Linked DNA regions of Sus scrofa: region 1 is linked to region 2. A link is a contact called in public Hi-C data. All regions are on one chromosome and are shown on one strand. The core of a region is the stretch at or near the end of the contact, and the rest is flanking DNA. Distances in the headings are between cores, read along the strand shown. Region 1 holds the start of SELENOH (selenoprotein H). Region 2 has its middle 24 kb from the start of LDHB.

What was found. A called contact is a pair of places that touch in the nucleus more often than the background predicts.
Region 1: a Hi-C map of embryonic fibroblasts shows a contact between it and region 2, with 2.6 times the contacts expected there. The contact joins the promoter of SELENOH here to the enhancer-like site in region 2. A contact is called at or near these places in 5 of 47 Hi-C or Micro-C datasets (embryonic fibroblasts, epiblast stem cells, heart right ventricle and 2 more) and 1 of 2 datasets of contacts at active chromatin or transcription factors (skeletal muscle).

Annotation. Positions count from the first base shown.
Region 1 is chr2:13,227,752-13,231,728 of Sscrofa11.1, reverse strand. It overlaps SELENOH (selenoprotein H), which reads left to right and starts at 1,850. Exons shown (of 3, transcript NM_001184948.1): 1 at 1,850-1,972; 2 at 2,058-2,203; 3 at 2,333-2,433. The coding sequence starts at 1,851. The coding sequence ends at 2,433. It overlaps TMX2 (thioredoxin-related transmembrane protein 2), which reads left to right. Exons shown (of 8, transcript XM_005660896.3): 8 at 428-1,266. The coding sequence ends at 574. BTBD18 (BTB/POZ domain-containing protein 18) reads right to left here. Exons shown (of 4, transcript XM_021083027.1): 4 at 3,942-3,977.
Region 2 is chr2:13,011,648-13,015,627 of Sscrofa11.1, reverse strand. No RefSeq gene overlaps it. Among named protein-coding and RNA genes, the nearest start is that of LDHB, 24 kb to the right of the region's middle. Within about 2 kb of position 2,322, at least 17 of the 83 cell types and tissues checked have an H3K27ac peak or open chromatin away from gene starts, as enhancers often do. A contact at or near this core is called in embryonic fibroblasts and skeletal muscle, where this site is marked.

The DNA of each region.
Region 1 (3,977 bases), core at 601-3,100, 220 kb before region 2:
AACTTCCACATGCTACAGTGTGGCCCTTAAAAAAAGAAAGGTACTTAAATATTAGTTGACTTTTCCAGGTGTCCAAAAAAGGAGAGCTGGGTTAGACTAGACCCCTGTCCCTCACTTCCTCCTTTCCTAGACTGTCTAAATACAACTGACCCTTAAACAAATGGGTTAGAACTGTACAGATCCACTTCTGTGAATATTTTTCAGTAATAAATACTACAGTACTACACAATCCCTGCAGTTTGAATCTGTACATGTGGAACCACAGATTCTAGGATCTGTGAATACAGAAGGCTGACACTAACTTATAGGTGGATTCTGGGCTGCAAAGAGGGTTGGCATCCCTAACCACACCATTGTTCAGGGGTCAAGTGTACTTCCCAGGGTCCTTTCCAACCAGAACCCTGATGTGTGCATCTCTTTTTCACAGGAGAATGTGATTCGAGAATTCAACTTGAATGAGCTGTATCATCGGGCCAAGAAGGTGTCAAAGGCTGGTGATAATATTCCCGAGGAGGAGCCTATAGCCCAAACGCCCACTGCAGCGCCAGATCAGGAGAGCAAGAAAGACAAATAAGATCCCTGCTCTCAGTGCTTCCTCTCCTGTCAATCCCAGGCACCTCTGAGGCTCTGCCCTTTCTGTAACCACAAGCCTGGCCTGAGGCCTTGGACTTTAATTTATGTTTTTCCTGTTTGGCTACGTCTAGGTGGGGCAGGGTATTGCTTCTGATTTTTAAGAGGCATCCAGGTATGACAGGTATCCTTCAGGAAGGCCTCCACTCCAGTGGCCTGCTCTTTAACTGGAGAGAGGGAACCATCTTATGTGGTGGCGGAGGAAATGCTTTCCCACCAAGCTTGGGCGCTCACACATCTCCACCACGTCCGGTTTCATTATTCCTTTTAGCGGACCTACACAGCTGTAGATTAGATTAGATTAAAGCCTAACAACAGGCCAAGATGCAGCAGTAGTGCTAAGATTTTTTTCCCTCAAGGATTCTTACTTTAGGCCCTTCTGGCTTGGTTTGTGGCCTGCATTAAAAAGTATAAGCCTGTCACTGGTCCCAAGGAGAAACCTTTAACCTCAGAGTTTTCGTATGGAATAATCTCCCTATTTTATGGAGATTGCGAAGAAGAGGAATAGAAGTTTGAGACATCCGGTGGGGCCTGGAGGAGAAAGCCCCTACCATGGTTGGAGTTCACTTACCTTCCTACCTCCTCCCCACTGCCAGTTGATGTTTTTCCATAATAAAGAGACTGGGATTTACTTTTGACTGTGCCTTTGTGTGTGATTCATGTGTTAGAGATGCCAAGCTACTGCGGAGGAATTATCCATCTCCTTAATTTCAAAGGCCATCCTGGTTAGTTTCATGCATTGGTCCCCAGGATTGTGGAGTGGAGGTTTAGTTTTCACAACCCCAGGGTTAGACTGCGGACTTCGTTTGGGTTTGGCTCGCGAGTCCCAGGAAGGAGATTTTGGGAAGGGACGGGGTCAAGGTGCACACAATTCAGCTGGTCGCACAGTTCGGAAAAGCGGAAGAGCCAGGCTTGCTTTCAGAGCTACCTGGCCCCTCCGCCCCTCCGCCCGTCCCCCCATCACCGGTGGTTCGGTCTGGTGCGCCCCGTGACTCCCCCGCGACTGCGCGCAGAGTAGCTCTGCCCAAGAGGCCCCGCCTCCAGGCCACGTGCGCGCCCCCGCCACGCTGCTGCCGCTTAAGGGAGGTTTTGTTCTGGAGGCCGAGTTTCTGGCCTGCGGTTTGGATCTCGGAGTTTGGCTGGCCTCTCTTGCCGGTGGCCGCGACTCCACCCTAGTACCTCCCCCGGTCGGCTCGATTCCCAGCCCGGCTCCAGGCGCCATGGCATCCCGCGGGAGGAAGCGGAAGGCCGAGACGGCGCTGGGCGCGGCGGCCGAGAAGCAGGAGACGCCGGCTAGCGGCCGGAAGGGAATGGAGGAGGCCAGCGTCGTTATTGAGCATTGGTGAGGGGCCTAGGGCGTAATGGAGGCGGGCGAGGACCCCCTAGACCGAGGGCCCCAGTCTCTGACCTTCCTCATCTCTTACTAGCACGAGCTGACGCGTCTATGGGCGCAACGCTGCGGCCCTGAGCCAGGCGCTGCGCGTGGAGGCCCCGGAGCTTCCAGTGAGGGTGAATCCTACCAAGCCCCGGAGGGGCAGCTTCGAGGTGACGCTGATGCGCCCCGACGGTAGCAGTGAGTGAGGGCCCGGGTCTGGGTGCGGGCCGTGGGTGGAAGGCGGGGAAGCGCTGGTCTCAAACCGTCGCCACCTGGTGATTCCGGGGGGAGGCTGTAGTAATTCTGCTTTACGTGGTTCTTTCCCAGGTGCGGAGCTCTGGACTGGAATTAAGAAGGGGCCCCCGCGCAAACTTAAGTTCCCTGAGCCTCAAGAGGTGGTGGAGGAGCTGAAGAAGTACCTCTCGTAGGGTGGTTTGGGCAGAGGTCCTCACGCCGAGGTTTGAAGTGGGAGTTGGGGGAGAGTGGATTGATGTTAGTGTGGCGAAGTAGCTCTGTCTGTTGCTTCTTATTTCACACGGGACCTGCTAGAGGATTTTCTCTAGTGGGAATACCGCGTCTCCTTTTACTGTTGGGAAAAACTGAAAAAAATTATAATTACCTAGTGTGCCCTTAGCTTAACTCTGTGTTTCATTTCATTGTTTTTGACCTACGTCGTGGAATACCCATGGTAATGTAGATGATTCTTTACAGAAATGCAAGTTGTGTCCTCAGAGGATGCAGTTGTTACCCTTGGTGTACAGATTAGTTTTATATGGGTTGAAAAACCCATTTTCTTGAATGAATGAATGAATGGATGAATGAAAAAATAAATGTTAACATCCAAAAAAAACCAACAAAACTCTCATTTTCTTGTAAATTCCACTGTTTTCCCCCATTTATTGTGTGAGTTGTGATTTTTTCCCCCCTCTTTCATGGCCAAATTTTGTGTAACTCCTGCCCTCTTGTGTTTTTTTGTTACTGGTATGTTCTGTTACGGCCCCACGTGATAACCCTACACTGTAGCACTCTCACTCCTGGTCCCAGGACTTGACCCTGCCTTTCACCCTAATGCTTCATACAGTGCATGTGGTCAGCCACTTGATATGTTGAGTGAGATGTGGGTGCAAGATGCAGTGATTTAGCTGTCATGGCTTTGTGGGTTCAGGGGTGGAGAGCTGGCCATGTAATTGCCTTGATCCTTTCTCTAACTACTTTTTCCTCTCATTTTCACAGCCTTCTGACCCTGGTGATGTTGGAGCATTTATGACGGGACATGGCCAAACTTCAGTCATGTGCCTGAAGCTGTGGTTTCTTCCCCTCCAGAAATGATGGTTCAGTCGTGAGGCATTCCTCTAGTAAGGCATTGAAAAGTTCTTGGATTTGGTTTAATAAAAATTAAAATATTTTGGTTGATATAAAGTATGATAAATGAAGTAAAACTTAATCTTAATGGTAAGGGATGCACCAAACCAACCTATGGGATTGGTCTGCCTTGTGTTTTACATAGCCTAGGGTCACCACTTAACCTGGAACTCAATTCCTGTGGTCCCTGCTAGAACACATGGGAGAACTGTAAAACCATAGGGGGAAAGTAAGTATTTTTTTTTTAAAAGCAACGCTGTTTTTTTTTTTTTTTTTTTTTTTTTTTTTTTTAACCTTACTTCTTGGAAGTGATGGTGGAGTACCTCATCCTGGCCCCTGTGGAGGTCTTGGCTAGACTTGCCAGACTGGCAGTGACGAAGCCACACACATTAGGTACTGGATAGTGTTCCGCCCCACTTAGTGTTTTATCCCAGTGCTGCCTCACATCTTCTGAAACATTTCCTCTCCTACAAAACGCTGACCCTGGAGGATGGCCTTTTGCAGCTTTTCCTGAGTTAGTGGTTAGATGCCTTATAACCTGAAAGATAAAGCTTTGGCCGTTACCTGTGACCTAATGGAGCTGGTGACCACAAAGTTTATTGTTTCAGTT
Region 2 (3,980 bases), core at 1,073-3,572:
CCCCCTTCCTTCTCCCCAGTGGTAACCACTAGTTCATTTTCTCTGTCTGTGAGTCTGCTTCTTGTTTGATATATTTATTAGTTGGTATTTTTTATATTCCACATGTAAGCAATATCATACAGTGTTTGCTTTTCCCTGTCAGACTTATAAATTGGAATTCTTGGTTAAAAGAGGGTAAGTCGGTTTTTCTGTTATTTGCCAGCAACGTATTCCTGATAGACAAAGGCTGGTTTTATAGATAAAGAACCTGAGGATCAGGGCAGGGGAAGGGATGTCCCTGATGGGTCATGTTTGGAAAGTGGCATCCATCGTCTCAGCCATTCACCTCTAAAGGACCTTGGAATTGGGAAACCAGCTACATCCTGAGTACATAGGGATTATACTGATAGCCCTGTAATCAATGCACTTTATTTTTGAATCGTTTCATTACTTTTTTTTTCTTTTGCTTTTCTCGTCACCCTGTGGCATATGAAATTCCTGGGCCAGGGATCAGATCCAAGCCACTGTTGCAACCCATGACAAAACTATGGCTGGCCACAGCTATAGCAATGTGGGATCTGAGCTGCGTCTGTGACCTGCATCACAGCTCAAAGCAACACCAGATCCTTAACCCACTGAGTGAGGCCAGGGATTGAACCTACATCTTCATGGATACTAGCTGGGTTTGTTACCACTGAGCCACAACAGAAATTCCTCATTGGACAATTATTGAATGCCCAGTATGTCCCAGGCAGAAAGCTATGAACAACACAGATAAATCCCAGCCCTCATAGAATGTTCTAATGCCTTCCAGAGGGCCTTAGGAGCTATGCTGTCTTCCTGGTAATTTCTCTGTATTTATAAAGCTTGTGGACTTATGTTTATAATTTCTTATTTATATTGTACAGGGTGAGGGTTACAGAAAGGGAGGAAAACTTCATTTCATTGGTGATAATCATCTTTTTCTGTTTTTAATCTTTTTCCTGGTGGCGGGAGAGTCATTTCCTATTCCCTTTTGTTTCCCTCTTCCTGTTGATTCTCTAAAGACCTCTATACCCACTGGATCCTCTGCTCCCTTTGCAGTGTGTTCTGATACCAGGTGTATCCTAATAGACTTAAGACGTGCTGGACAGTGTTAAAAATCCCTACGCACACCACGCATTGCATCCTCCCGCAACCCGGGGAGCCACAACGGTTGTGTACCATAAGAACAGATTTTTCTCAAATGAGTTAACGTCAAATCTTTATTTCAATCCCTGAATTTCTACTCTATGATGTTTTGAGTTCTAAATATTCAGAATAGATTCAGTTAGTATTTAGTCTTAACTGCGTCTTACGGGCCTGGTGCCTCAGTAATGTGCAACAGTTGGAGGCAAAAATAAGGCTGGCTAAGGTGGCATTCAATATCACAAATGACCTCGGTATCAGAATTTTCACCACAGTGAGGAGGTACACAATCCGAGTTTGTGTGTGTGTGTGTGTGTGTGTGTGTGTGTATTTTTTTTTTTTCTTCTTTTTACTGCTGCACATGTGGCATATGGGAGTTCCTGGGCTAGGGGCTGAATCTGAGCCAAAGCTGCAGGTCACAGCCACAGCAACACTGGATCCAAGCCACATCTGTGACCTAAGCGGCAGCTTGTGGCAACATTGGGTCCTCAGCCCGCTGAGCCACAGTGGGAACTCCTCAAATATTTGACTTCAGGAATACCTCCTGGAGTTCCCGTCGTGGCGCAGTGGTTAACGAATCCGACTAGGAACCATGAGGTTGCGGGTTCGGTCCCTGCCCTTGCTCAGTGGGTTAACGATCTGGCGTTGCCGTGAGCTGTGGTGTAGGTTGCAGACGCGGCTCGGATCCCGCGTTGCTGTGGTTCTGGCGTAGGCCGGTGGCTACAGCTCCGATTGGACCCCTAGCCTGGGAACCTCCATATGCCGCTGGAGTGGCCCAAAGAAATAGCAAAAAGACAAAAAAAAAAAAAAAAAAAAGAATACCTCCTGATAGCCAGATCAAGTTGGAGTTCATGCTTCAGGAATGCCCTCTGCGCCACAAACATAGCAAGTACTGGATAAAACAAACAAGCAAACAAAGGGGAAGAAAGCATGGTCAGGCTTAAGTATCAGACCAGCAATTTTGAGGCTCCAAGCTGGCACAGAAGCACAAACCAGGCCAGAAGAGGTGGGTGGACATGCTGGGATTTGGGTGCAGAGGCCGTTAGTGGTGGCAAATGAGTCAAGAGTGTTCCTTGTGAGATGGGGAGGCAGAGGCAGGCTCACTGACTGAAGCCCAGGGCTAGGATGGTATTCATTTCTCATCCTCCGCCCTCCTGGGAGGAGGCTGGAAATAAACCTGCTGCCAAATGCTGAAGGAGCAATGGCTCATATCCAGCTCCAGGCTGGGGAGAGGGATGAGACACAGCCTTGTGACCAAGAGCTGAGTCAAGATTCCCCCACCTAGTCTGGATGAGCCACAGCCCAGGGGCTCTGCAGGCCAGGCCCTCTAACTGCCTGTATGAGATTTGGATCGGGGACCCCCAAAGCTCCTAAATAGGTCAATTGAATGTGGAGGTAAAAATAAAGGAGAAATGAGAGAGAGAGAGAACTAAAACATACCACCTCATATTCCAAATGAGACTATAAGCCAAATAAATTTTTTTTTTTTTTTTTTTTTTTTAGCTTTTTAGGACAGCACCTGTACCATATGGAAGTTTCCAGGTTAGGAACTGAATCGGAGCTACAGCTGCAGCCTATGCCACAGCCACAGCAGCGTCGGAACTGAGGAGTGTCTGCGACCTACACCCCAGCACATGGCAACACTGATTCCTTAATCCACTGAGCGAGGCCAGGGATCAAACCCAATTCTCCAAGGATATTAGCCGGGTTCATTACTGCTGAACCACCATGGGAACTCGGGAGGGCTTTGAGTTTTGATGGCGTTTTGGTTATATTGCTGAAACTTGGCCTCTGTCCACCAGTGCTGAATTGAAATACGGAAACAGAGTTTTGGGCAAAGGCCAGGCAAAGGAGGCCATAGCAGGCTAATGCCCTAAAGACTGTGCCCTCCCTTGGGAAAGATTAAGAAGGGGTTTCAGGGAGTTCCCGTTGTGGCTCAGTGGTTAACAAACCTGACTAGCATCCATGAGGATGCGGGTTCAATCCCTGGCCTTGTTCAGTGGGTTAAGGATCCGGCGTTGCTGTGAGCTGGGGTGTAGGTTGCAGATGTGACTCGAATCCCAAGTTGCTGTGGCTCTGGTGTAGGCCTGTGACTACAGCTCCGATTCACCCCTGGCCTGGGAACCTCCATATGCCGTGGGTGTGGTCCTAAAAAGACAAAAAAAAAAAAAAAAAAAAAAAAAAGAAGTGGTTTTATAGTTTAGGAGTAGAAAATACTGTCACAGACAAGGATCGGGGTAGATGTAAGCTTTCAGTCTTCTTCAAAGTTGGTGTTTAGTGGCCCCAGGACTGGTTCTGGTGGTCCTCCTATCTGGTTTCATTTGTTGGGCTTTTAGTTCTGCAGAAGAACCCGAAGATATTATTATGTATATTCCTTGAAGCAGAACAAGGAGCCTGTCCCAAGGCTGCAGTATTTACTATCTCTTAATCACTCCTCTCTGGTCTCCACATCCCCTCCCTTCCCTGATTAGCAGCTGTTTGAATCTGCCCTTTGGAACTCAGGGAAGGTCGTGGAGGCTGAGTCTCATTCCCTAAAAACAAGAAATGGGGGACAGAGGAAGGTTTGTGTGCCCAGGAGCCCCACAGGGTTCTGCCCAGTTTCGATTATATGTCCTTAATTTCTAAATTACCGTAATTAATTATAGAGCACAATTTAAAAAGCCCAGTAAAGAGACTAAAGAGAGAAAAAAAGAGAAATGAACCAACAAGAATGGGAGAAAAGATGCAGAGACCGATTCCAAAAGCATTTCGGAAGCTGGAGAGAGGAATGAGTGGGAAGTCGTTAGTAAACCAGCCAGAACTTCAAGTCTTTATGGTCCCAGAAAGCTGGAGAA